Regions from separate parts of the Mus musculus genome. Here regions 1, 2 and 3 are each linked to region 4. Evidence: chromatin contacts called from public promoter capture Hi-C data. All regions are on one chromosome and are shown on one strand. Each heading gives the region's core, a stretch centred on a gene start, on an enhancer-like site or on the middle of the called end of the contact. The rest is flanking DNA. Distances are from core to core; before and after follow the strand shown.

Region 1 (2,966 bases), core at 127-2,626, 2.5 Mb before region 4:
TCATTCATTCCGATACTTACAAAGTAGCTATTTATGTGAGTTATTGTCTAAACACTGCATATAGGAATAGGATTCTTTCCTCTCTTTTCAAGCTGATAGGAAAGCCTGCTAATCAGCATGAACCATGAGATAATGTGATAAGCACTGACAAATCCAAACAATGTGTACTGAAAACACAGAAGAGGACACTGATGCGCAGGATGGAGGGCACTTGTAGGGATAAGTATGTAAAGATACGTACATAAGTATAGCTCCAAGACAAAGCCTGAAATGCACCCACATTGGCAAGGGTAACGTAAGCCACTGTCTTAGTTAGGGTTTTACTGCTGTGAGCAGACACCACGACCAAGGCAACTCTTATAAGGACAACATTTAGTTGGGGCTGGCTTACAGGTTCAGAGGTTCAGTCCATTATCATCAAGGTGAGAACATGGTAAAATCTAGGCAGGCATGGTGCAGGAGGAGCTGAGAGTTGTTCTACAGCTTCATCTGAAGGCTGCTAGGAGAATACTTTCTGCTAGGCAGCTAGGACTAGGGTATTAAAGCTCTCACCCACAGTGACACACCTACTCCAACAAGGCCACTCCCTGGGCCAAGCACTATAAACCATGACAGCTCCATCCAGCAATGCACTGTTTGGTGAAAGTGGAAGAAAAAAAAAAGTAATGAGGTTCAAAGATTCAAAATAATTAACGTCAAACTCTGGGGACAAATCTACTTTTCATTTAAGAAATATTACCAAAAAAAAAAAAAAGAAAAGAAATTATTACCATGTAAAACACCTTGGGAGCTGGGGGGGGGGGCCATATACCACACGTTAGCAATGCTAGGGGGAGGAGAGAGAACCTTTAGTAACGCAGACAGGGTTTCTCTCTGTAGCCCCGGCTGTCCTGGAACTCACTCTGTAGACCAGGCTGGCCTTGAACTCAGAAATCCGCCTGCCTCTGCCTCCCAAGTGCTGGGATTAAAGGCGTGTATACGTAACTACTTCCCACTAGAGGAAAATTCTCACAAAGGACGTAGAGGTATGTGCCATCTGCAGTTCTGATCCTCACCAGCCCCGTGTGGACGCAGCCGCCTAGGCGGAGAGGGAAACCGAGACCAGAGCGCTGGCCTCCCGCCCCTTTTACTGCTCGAAAGCTGGCCAGACCCAAAGAATCCGGGAGGAGGCCCCTTCCTCTGTTCCAGTTCCTCTCACCTCTTTGTATGTCCAGCTTGGTTTCGCGGACATAGTTGTCAGGGTTTCGGCTCAGCATTTTCACCTTCATCTTGGCGGCTCTGGGTGTCGGACTCCACGAGCCTTTAAACCGGGCTCGACTTACCGGGGCCAGCACGCAGACACACTACTTCCGCCTTCCGCGGGCTTCCTGTCACGTGGCTCCGCAGAGTGGCAGCCGGATGGCTCAGCTGGACCTCGCGGCGTTCCGTAGTCTCTCCGGCTAGGAGCTGGAGGGGGCGGTCCTTCAGCTGTCGCTCGCGTCTTGACCCGAGGGCGAGCGCGCGCAGCTGTGGGCGGGGCCAGGCCTGCTGGGCGGGGCTAAGCAAGCTCCGCTCTGAGGTTTCTCCTACTCCCCGCTTTGCCGCGGGTGTGACTTGCCTGCAGCAGCGTCCCGGGCTCCGGTCCCGGAAGTGGGCTCGCGTCCTGCGGTTCCAGGCCCCGGGCCGCGACAGTCGCCACGGTGGCGGCCACTACATCACGCCCCACGTCGGCGGCGCTGGACGCCGTAGTGTCGACGAACCCGGAGCCCATGACAGGCCAGGGCCAGTCGGCTGCCGGGTCGGCGGCGTGGAGCGCGGTGTTCCGCCACGTCCGGTACGAGAACCTGGTGGCTGGCGTGAGTGGCGGGGTCTTGTCCAACCTGGCGCTGCACCCGCTCGACCTCGTGAAGATCCGCTTCGCTGGTAAGAGCCTGCCCACGTCCCGGGCGGCTTCCCTTGCTGCCAGCCCCAGCGAAGCACTTACACGCAGAAGAGACATTAGTCTCCCCAGACTCTACTACAAGGGGGAGAGCCCCTAAGATGATGCTGTGCACCCTGCGTTACCTGGAGCTAGGATTTAGGAAGGGGACCCCGGCTTTCCCTGTGTCTCCTAACCATAAAGGATAGGGAAAGTGGGTGAAGTTTGAGAGAAAGGAGGTTGTCACATTTGACCCTCATGTTCACGAGTCATTCACTCTTTGGGGTAATTTGAAGTCTTAGGGCAGCCACGTGTTTGGCTGTATAAAGTCAGACGAAAGTACAAGTGTGTGAGCCGGTGCTTTGTCACCTTCGGAGAGTAAGGTCATAGTTTGGGATTAAAATATTCACTAAAGTTTCTTTAGTTTGCAGTATTTAAAAATATGCATTGTCTGGTGAAGGAAGGAGGAGCTTCTACACTCTAAATAACTGTATTAAAGTGTGAATTAAGTATATGGAAATTAGCACGGCATTTTAGGAATTAATACCAAGTTGCATTACATAGGTGAGCCTTGGTAACTATTTAGAAACCATTTCTGTTATTTCATTTATTACAAACTAAATTTTTCCAGAAAATCAAATCTTTAGAGATGGATTTAGTAGAGCATTCTAATTTTATTCGATTTACTTGATGTATGTGTCTTAATGTTGAACAGTGGAGTCGAACTAAGAAGTACCAACAGTTTCTTATCGTTAGGAAACTTAAAAATGTAATTACCCTAAGATATATAAAAGGATTCTACACAACATGAAATCAGTTGCTAAGTAGAATAAATTCAAATACAAAATAAGAGCACAAATAGGCTATATAAAAAGACTATATAAGGAAAGCTGGGGCTGGAGAGATGACTTAGCCTTTCCACAGGACCCACATTGAGTTCTCAGCACCCACTTTGAGCAGGTGGCTCCCAACTGTCTATAATTCTGGCTTCAAGGAAACCTAACATCTCTGGACTCTGCCAGCACATGCACATACCCACCCAGGGGCACATATGAAATATGAAATGATA
Region 2 (3,157 bases), core at 103-2,602, 2.1 Mb after region 4:
GAGGTCATGAGTTCAATTCCCAGCAACCACGTGGTGGCTCACAAAACATCTATAGGGGGATCTGATATCCTCTTCAGGCAGGCAGATATATATGCAGCAGAGCACTCGTACATTAAATAAAGAAAAAGAAAAAAAAGGAAACAATGATATAAAAACAGGCCTAAATTTCTCTTTAAATTGTTCTCATGCCGCACGTCTTTGGATTGTGCTGGGCTGCATTGTTTGATTTAAAAAACTAGTTTGAAATTGAGTTGCTGGGTTAAATTTTATATTTTTTAAATCATTAATTTGGATTTGGGATTGAGATAGACTTTTCCAACAACTGGCCCTAATTATAGTTCCGACTGTACTACATATTTAGGCAAAATAGCATCTCATCACTGACTATTATAAAAATCAAACAACAAATCAGCTCTAAAAAAAAAAAAAAAAAGCCGGGCGTGGGGGCCCACGCTTTTAATCCCAGCACTCGGGAGGCAGAGGCAGGTAGATTTCTGAGTTCGAGGCCAGCCTGGTCTACAAAGTGATTTCCAGGACAGCCAGGGCTATCCAGAGAAACCCTCTCAAAAAACAAACAAACAAAAACAAAACAAACAAACAAACAAACAAAACCACTTTAGATGCTTTATGTCTTGCAGTATCAAATACTCTACCAAAACTCGTATTTATGAAAAAATAAACATACACACATCTATTTAGAGAGTAAAAATTAGTTTTTATCTTTCTCAAAAGGCAAAATTATACCAGCTACACTAAAGAATTGTTTTAAATATACTTCCTTATGATATATTATCAGTTACTAATTAGTACATCTTCTTATCTACCCAGGTTCGTTAGTGAGAAAGCTGAAGTCGTGAGCTAGGAGAAGATGACTCGCCTCCGGAAAGCAGACCCCGGTCTGCTCAAATCTTGAGGCGATCATGCATAGAAAGGAAGCACGGGATGGCGAAAGGCAGACAACCCACACCTCTGCTTGGTTCCCCGGAATGACCCATCCCTGTCCTTTACGGTACCCAGAAAGGGATACAAGCGCATTCCCAGAGGGGATTCCGCCTGGCAGGGCAACGATAAGCATAAAAACGAGCACAGGAGCCTGAGGCTCTGGACTGCAAGAGGGCCCGCCCGGGCAGCATGGACCTCCCCAAGTGAAAAGCGCCGCAAGCCGAAGCCGCCACTGTGGGCAAGCCCCCACGCGAGGCCCCCGCGAGCTGGCGGCCCCGGCTAAGCATTAGTGCCTCACCACCAACCTGCCAAAAGTTCCGAGGGCTTCGCCGGTAAGAATGACAAGGTTCTGAGATCCCTAGAAGCTCCCACCACAGAGGGTGAGCGAGCGGGCTGAGGGCGCGTGCGCAGCACGGCTTCTTCCTCCACGTGTCCCGGAGTCGCTTGTAAACTACAATTCCCATCGGGCCGTGCGAATTCGCACGGGGCTGTCCCTGAACTAAAACTCTTTTGCCTAGGGCTGTCTGGTCAGTGGACAAGAGTGGGTGTAGTTACTTACCATCGTTTCTTCTTCTGGAGGGTCTTCAAGAGGGAAGGATTAGCATGTCGTCCATAATCAGAAAGGTGATCAGCACCACAAAAGCCCCGGCGGCCATTGGTCCCTACAGGTAATGTTTTTTACTGTAGCTCTGAAGGACCAGGTAGGTGCAGTGTTGCAAGTTTGGAGCTTTGGCCCCTGCTGGTCCGAGCAAAAGAGAGTCTTAGAACGCGCGAAGAAACTAAGTTCAGAAAGAGTACAGTGTATCCAAATCCCTCAGAGAATGGGGGAGCCCTGGTGCTACCAGAAACTTGCACTCCTAAGATCTTGCCCCCATCTGGAGCTGCCGGGGCCCCGAAGGCGAGCTTGCTACATGCTTTCTCTGGTTAGAAGTGGCATCACCCCAACCCCCTTGCCTTTCGTCTTGGTGGCTTCTAGTTTTGGTTTTTGTAACAATTTTATTAAGATAGAATAAACAACCCATAGAATTCTCATTCTGTTAGTGGGTTCAATTCAGTGGCTTTTACTATGCCCAAAAGTTGTGTAGCCATCATCACTTTCTATTCTCAAAACATTTACATCCAACCTAAAATAAGGTTTATACCATTAGCATTTATTCCACATGGCATCTTTCCCCAGCTCCTTACAACCACCCATTTATTTCCTCTCCATCACTATAGGGTTTATCTGTTAAAGACGTTTGCTATAAAAAGTATAATACACTGTTTGGTCCTCTGTGACAGGCTTCTTTTACTAGCATGAAGTTTGATCTAACCCTTTCTTAATTTACAAGATATGCTTGTCTCATTTGGACAGTACTCAGCAAATACCTGTATGTCTATCCTAGTCTCTGGCTTCTATAACGTGTAGGAATGCAATGATGCTTATGAATGGTTTATCCATGCCTATTTACCACTAATATCAAATGCAAGTAACACCAAAGGTGATCTTCTGAGATTATCCTATATACTAGAGCTAACCATATATGTACTGGAAAAATAAAAACTACCCTTTGGCATTTATCTCTGCTTACCAGAAGTGCTTTTAAATAGAAATGGTACTTTCTTTTCACTTCCTTCTGTGGGTGCTATGAAGGACAGACTAACTTTGTAGCTCAGACTAACCTAGAACCTGCTGTTCTCCTGTTTGAGCATTCCTAGTGCTGACGTGAAGACCAGCACACTTAACTTAAAACCTTGTTCCTCAAAATACCTCAGCTTTAAAAATCACTGTATTGTATCTTATATAACTTTCTCCTCTCTAACTTCTAAGTCTTCACTAAAACGTATCTAGAGCCAATTCCTTTTGAAAAAGTCATTTCTGACACAGTGTCTCTTTGCTGTCAATCAAAACTGAAGATTTTCTTCGGCTGCAACATTAGTACTGTAGAAGATGTGTAGTGCATGCCAAGTATTTAGCTGATTCAAAAATGTGTAAGAAGTAATCCGACATAGGCCTTCACCTATAAAAGGAAAAGAAGCAGTAATGTAGCAAATGTTACATGACAGGCACTATGACAACTAACTACCTTTAAGTTGTCTCTCCATTTTACAAAAGGACAGCTCAAGGTCAATCTTTTCAAGGAAATACAGTGTGCAAGTGACATCTTGGCTTGAACTCAAACCCTAGCTCCCTTAATATCAAGAGAAATAACAGTCCCATGTGTCAAAGCAGTAA
Region 3 (2,898 bases), core at 197-2,696, 2.1 Mb before region 4:
TGTGTGTGTGTGTATACATATATATATAGAGAGAGAGAGAGAGAGAGAGAGGGAGAGAGAGAGAGAGACAAGTGGTCTCACTATTTATTTAGCTTTGGTTGGCTCTGCCTCCTAAGTGCTAGGACTAAAGGTTAGTGCTCTATCACACGCCAAATGCACGACTATTAAAACCTATCTCCTCTGAATCTGTCTGGAAGCTCTGACAGCAGAGTCCCTGTCTGCTTCCTAAACCTTAGCACTCCCATAGTATCAGCCATAGAGCATGCAGTATATGAACAAGTATCACCAGACTTCAAAACTATTTCCCACTTTTCCACAATGCAGCCTACTACAAAAGCCTGGCCTTTGGCACCCCTAAATCATGTCTTCTTCTCTCATCAGGCCCTCAAATAACGAGGCTTTCACTGAGTAAAAAGTTCTCCTCTGTTGCCTCCAATCCCACCGACTTGCCAAGACCCAAACTCAAGTTTTCTTTCCTCCAGGATACTTTTCTCCTCCTTCTGTTTTTACCAGTTCTATACAACCTCATCTTTCCCCTGTGACTTATCTTCCCACCATCAATGTGAACTTTTAGGGCTGGGCTATTCACACCCGACCATTTCATTCCCGGGGCACCACTAAGTACAGAGTAGACAATTTTCCCCCTGATAACATTTTTCCTCTGAAAAGAACACAAGCTTCCCTCTTATGCCTCATAGGTGATTCAATCTGCCTTATAAGAGACTCTGTCCACCAGTTCCTTTTCGGGGATGTTGTTTAACCTCCCCCAACCCCAATCTAGTGAAATGTTTTTAAGCTGCCTGTATTCCTGTTTCATCCACTGCCTACAATGACCCCCGTGTCCTCTGTGACCGCCCCCTGCCTGCAGTGGGCACCCCTTCCGCCCTGAAAACTGTAATCCCTTCTATTCACATACAGGCGTAAACACCCAGTGGAGACTGCACACACACGCCGGTGAACCCTGAGCCTCACCTGAGGCATTCTGTCACTGTCCACCTTCTCACAAGTGACCAGGACTCGCTGGGATTCCCACCCAAGAAGGACCCGAATGTACAACACTTCTCCCTTCTGCCACTGAGTTCCCCGTCTGGGCCCCTTCCCCCTCCTTCTTCTTCCAAAGACACCAACCCTAGGCCCTGAGATGCGGAGAGCCCGCACCCAGGCCGGTTGCAGGTCCGACGCCACAGTCTAGGCCCCCGCGCCGCCCCCATCCTTCCCCGGCGGCCACTGCAGCGTCAGCTCCCCGCAGGGCTATCGCTCACTGACCCGAGGTGTCTCAGGAGGCGGCGGCGGCGACAGGTGCGGAGGCAGGAAGCCTGGTAGACGTTAACCGCTCAGCGCTCCATCCCTCCCGGACCTAAGCTCCGGCCTTTCGGCTTCCTCGACCCCTGCGCCCAGAGCAAGTCACGTGCCAGCCGGAGCAGTCAGCTGACCGCGGCGCACGCCGCTCCGCCTACGCGCGCGCACCACTGCGCGCAATCACGATGCGGCCAGGCCTCCGGAGAAGGCGGGGCTGAGAGAGCGCGCAGAGCGGGCTTCCGGGTGGGCGGAGCTTGCCGCTCCTCCAGATGCACCTGCGGTGGTTGGCCAGCCACCAGAAAATTCCCGCCCACCCTAAAATTACCCACAGGTTTCAGCCATTCAGACTCCCCCAAGCTCCTGCACTGACTTCTGCACTGCAAGTTTTGACAGTCCAGGTTTCGGGGAAATTTTTTCTAATAATCCACTTCAGTAGTTTCATATTTTTCATCCAATCTGGTATCACTTCGTTCCATAAAGTGATAAAGTGTTCAGGTTTAGTTACTCAGCACCAAACATTGTTAATTAGTTTTTTAGAATTAGCTAGTGGAGTGACCCCCTTGCCAGGAACTCCAAACTGTCTGGTTTAGGGGTACCAAAATGGATACAGGAAGTCAAGAAAGGTTTATGGACAGGGAAAAACCATCAGCCTTGGGTTCCAGAAAAATAGATATCAACCTACTCTCACAAACCGTGCACATCTCATTGGTTGAGAAGTTAGGTGGTGCATATCTCAGCATTTTAGGTTGCATAGAGGATTGGGGACTTGTCTATTTTAATCGTTTTTAGATTTACAGCTTAGCAAAGTGAAGCTCCAGAGGTTATGGTTCTGTTTGCACAATGTGTGGGCACTCCTGGCTGTTCTTACTAGCAAGCGGAATAATAGATTTCCATTGTCAACCTGACTGGCTTTAGAATTGCTAGGAGACAAACCTCTTGGAGGGAGTTTCCAGCCAGGTTTAATGTAGGACATTCACCTCGAATATGGGCAGCAGCATCTTGAATGATAGGAACCAACACAGAATGTTTTTTTTTTTTTTTTCGAGGCTTAGAGAGATGGCTCTGAGGTTAAGAACACATACTGCTCTCACAGAGGATCTGAATTCCTTACTGGCACCCACCTGGAGTGCCTTGTGACTCCAGCTACCTCCAGGAGATCCGATTGGCTTCATCTGGCCTCCTGCAGAACCTGTAATCATATGCACTCCCAGGAAGACAAAACACTCATACACATAAATACAAATAAAATTAATCTTTTAAAAATGATAAATAGGATTAGAGAGAGAAGGTTCAACAGGTAATGGGGCACTAACCACCAAGACTGATGGCCTGAATTGTATCCCCAGAACCACAAAGTGTATTCTGCAAGATAGCCTCCCATCTCCACATGCAAGCTGTAGTACCCACAAATAAATAAATGTAATAAAATTGTCAAATAAATAATCTTTTTTTAAAGGAGAAAGCTAAGCATCAACATTCATTGCTCTCTGCTTCCTGACTACCAATACAATGTAACCAGGGCTCTCAGACTCCTGCCTTCAGAGCTACAATTACTCTCACCACCTTGCTGAACTGTGAGCCAAAAGAAACCCTTCTGTA
Region 4 (2,900 bases), core at 394-2,893:
CCTTAAGCCGGGCAGTGGTGGTGCACCCCTTTAATCCTAGCAATTGGGAGGCAGAGGCAGGCGGATTTCTGAGTTCGGGCCAGCTTGGTCTACAGAGTGAGTTCCAGGACAGCCAGAGCTCCAGAGAAATCTTGTCCCGAAAAAACAAAAAAACAAACAAACAAACAAACAAAGAACAGCCTTAAATGATACTCATGTGTTAAGCATACAACATATTTTTCAAAACTGTTATCTTCCATCAATATGGGTGGGGAGGTGAAGATGGGGGAGAGGGGACAGCATCTGTGTAAGAGTCTCCGGACTTAAATTCTAACTGAGAAGAGTTATAACTAATTTACACTAGGCAATAGGCTAGGCTAACGATCATTGAAGAGCTGAGCAGTCATTTAACTTCTGACACCATTAACGGTAAAAATAGTACTATTTGCTTCACTTCCCACACATCATTGTCAAAGGATGTTTATAGAGGACTTCAAAAACTGTAAAACCTACTAAAGTGGAGTTTTTGGGTTGATGTAATGTCATTTCTACGAGTTGATATATTTGTGCCTATCAATCATTTATATTAATCCCCAAACCCTGGCATCCAAGAGCTAGATTAGGGTGGCCCTGACCTCAGAGATCTGCAAACCCCTCCTGCCTTTCCAAAGCTGGGTTAAAGGCGTGGGCACCACGCCTGGTGAAGTGGGTTAAAAGCGTGGCCAACCACGCCTAGTTAAGCAGGCTATCCAGGTTTGTTTGGGTAAGAGTGACAGATACCGAGTAATTATGAGAAACGCATACTTTAAAGGAAAAAAAATTTTTTTTTCGAGTCCTTTTTACCACTGTAAAAAATGTAGGAAGTGGCTAAGTGATTCCAACAGAACATCTTAAGCGCCAGACTCCCAACTGCCTTTATCCCATCCCCTCCCCTCCCCCTCGTCGGGGCCGCGGACCCGTGCTGGGTCACGCCCGGGACGGTTGGGGTCCGGTTGAGGTCAGCCAGCCCGCGGCCGTTGAGAACTCCAGCTCCCGGCAGGCACCGCTTCCGCGGCCCACGCGCGTGGCGGCGCTGCCCGCTGGGACTCGTAGTGCGGTCCGGGTAGGAGAACGAGGCAGTTACCCTGCCTCCTTCCGCGCACACCTAGGAAACCCGGCCGGCAAGGCTCACGCCCGCCCACCCGTTTCCAGCGCCGCTCGGGGGTGGGGGGCTAGCGAAGCAGAACCTCAGCCGGGGCGGAGGGAAGAGGCCGCCACTAGACGCGCACGTGGGGGGCGGTTGGCGCCCAGAAACCCGGAAGCCCCGCGCGCTGCCCACCCGCTGCGCTGACGGGTTAACGCTCTTTCGGGCGGGGGCGGGGCGTGTGCGCAAGGGGCGTGACCAGCGGCCGCGCCGAGGCCGCCCACTGGCCGTCCCGCCCTTTCCTGGCTTTGCGCAGCGGGAAGTCGGCCCCTGGCTGTGGCGCCTGCGCAGAAGCCCCGCCCCGCCTCGGGCCCAACCCCCACGCCCGCAGCAGCGGCAGCCGCCGCCACCTCTCCCTTCCTCTGCGCTTTCCTCCGCCTCCTCCGGCGCCGTCGCTCGCGTAGGGCCCTGGCGTCAGACGCGCGTGGGCGGGGCGAGTGCGGCGGGGGGTATAAGTAGAGGGTGCAGGAGGCGGTGCTTCCCCTTCTCCCCGGCGGTTAGTGCTGAGAGTGCGGAGTGTGTGCTCCGGGCTCGGAACACACATTTATTATTAAAAAATCCAAAAAAAATCTAAAAAATCCTTTGAAAAAACCCAAAAAAAATTTACAAAAAAATCCGCGTCTCCCCCGCCGGAGACTTTTATTTTTTTTCTTCCTCTTTTATAAAATAACCCGGTGAAGCAGCCGAGACCGACCCGCCCGCCCGCGGCCCCGCAGCTCCAAGCAGGAACCCAGAGACCGAGGCCTTCCTGCCGCCCGGACCCAGCACCGCCAGCCTCGCTCCCCCGGTTCCACGGCCGTTGAGTACGCGTCGATTCCGGTTGAATTTTGTCCCTCTGCGCTCGCCCCCGCTCCCCTCCCCCCGGCTCCGTCCCCCGGCCCCGCACTCGCTCTCCTCCTCTCACGGGAAAGGTCGCGGCCTGCGGCCCCGCGGGCAGCCGTGCCGAGATGAACCCCAGCGCCCCCAGCTACCCCATGGCCTCTCTGTACGTGGGGGACCTGCACCCCGACGTGACCGAGGCGATGCTCTACGAGAAGTTCAGCCCGGCCGGGCCCATCCTCTCCATCCGGGTCTGCAGGGACATGATCACCCGCCGCTCCTTGGGCTACGCGTACGTGAACTTCCAGCAGCCGGCGGACGGTGAGCGGCAGGCCGGAGGGTGGCGGGCGGGCGGCCATGCGGCCGGGGCGGCGGGCCTAGCGGGGCGGGCGAGGGGGCGGGAGGGCACGGCGCCGCAGCCCCTCGCGGGCCGGCACTTCCTCCTCTGCGACCATTTTCTCGCCATCGGTCGCTCTCAAACTTTAGGGCGATGACGCGCCCGGAGGGTGGTTGAGATAGCCTTCACCGCGCTCCCGCCACAAGCTGTGGGATTCGGGGGTTTCGAGTACCCTCCTGGAGCGGCGGGTGGAGGTACCCCTCCATCCCCTGCCCTGGCCCGGCAGTCAGGCCGGGGAGGAAGTACGATTCAGTGTTGGGAAATACCACGTGTTGAACCCTGTAACCTCACAGGCCCGAGGCCTGTTCCTGCCGGTGGCTCAATCGCTGGGAGGAGCCCTAGGCTTTAGAAGAAAGTTAAATAGGGTGATGCCTGGTGGTGGTGGTCCTTAGGGTCGTAAGCTCGTTCCTAATAGCACATCTCTGACCTGTGGACCAGGAAAGGCACCTTATACCATATATAATTGCTTGGGGTTTTCCCTAGATGAAGTATTCTTTAACCATGCCGTGGAGGAGGGGATGT

What was found. Promoter capture Hi-C pulls out the DNA fragments that hold promoters and counts their contacts. Capture Hi-C pulls out chosen DNA fragments and counts their contacts.
Region 1: a promoter capture Hi-C map of pre-B cells shows a contact between it and region 4, with 6 times the contacts expected there. The contact joins the promoter of Dcaf13 here to the promoter of Pabpc1 in region 4. A contact is called at or near these places in 1 of 39 promoter capture datasets (pre-B cells) and 2 of 9 other capture datasets (adipose tissue and liver).
Region 2: a contact with region 4 is called in a promoter capture Hi-C map of adipose tissue, with 3 times the contacts expected there. The contact joins the promoter of Pop1 here to the promoter of Pabpc1 in region 4. A contact is called at or near these places in 4 of 39 promoter capture datasets (the 3T3-L1 cell line, 3T3-L1-derived adipocytes, hippocampal neurons and 1 more), 1 of 484 Hi-C or Micro-C datasets (cortical neurons), 3 of 115 datasets of contacts at active chromatin or transcription factors (astrocytes, extraembryonic endoderm stem cells and neural progenitor cells) and 1 of 9 other capture datasets (adipose tissue).
Region 3: a promoter capture Hi-C map of pre-B cells shows a contact between it and region 4. The contact joins the promoter of Atp6v1c1 here to the promoter of Pabpc1 in region 4.

Annotation. Positions count from the first base shown.
Region 1 is chr15:39,111,284-39,114,249 of GRCm38.p6, reverse strand. It overlaps Dcaf13 (DDB1 and CUL4 associated factor 13), which reads right to left and starts at 1,376. Exons shown (of 11, transcript NM_198606.2): 1 at 1,199-1,376. The coding sequence starts at 1,268. Slc25a32 (solute carrier family 25, member 32) reads left to right here and starts at 1,534. Exons shown (of 7, transcript NM_172402.3): 1 at 1,534-1,902. The coding sequence starts at 1,749.
Region 2 is chr15:34,493,506-34,496,662 of GRCm38.p6, reverse strand. It overlaps Pop1 (processing of precursor 1, ribonuclease P/MRP family, (S. cerevisiae)), which reads right to left and starts at 1,352. Exons shown (of 16, transcript NM_026340.3): 1 at 1,248-1,352. Rida (reactive intermediate imine deaminase A homolog) reads left to right here and starts at 1,417. Exons shown (of 6, transcript NM_008287.3): 1 at 1,417-1,610. The coding sequence starts at 1,546.
Region 3 is chr15:38,660,452-38,663,349 of GRCm38.p6, reverse strand. Atp6v1c1 (ATPase, H+ transporting, lysosomal V1 subunit C1) reads right to left here and starts at 1,446. Exons shown (of 13, transcript NM_025494.3): 1 at 1,267-1,446.
Region 4 is chr15:36,607,716-36,610,615 of GRCm38.p6, reverse strand. Pabpc1 (poly(A) binding protein, cytoplasmic 1) reads left to right here and starts at 1,643. Exons shown (of 15, transcript NM_008774.3): 1 at 1,643-2,302. The coding sequence starts at 2,110.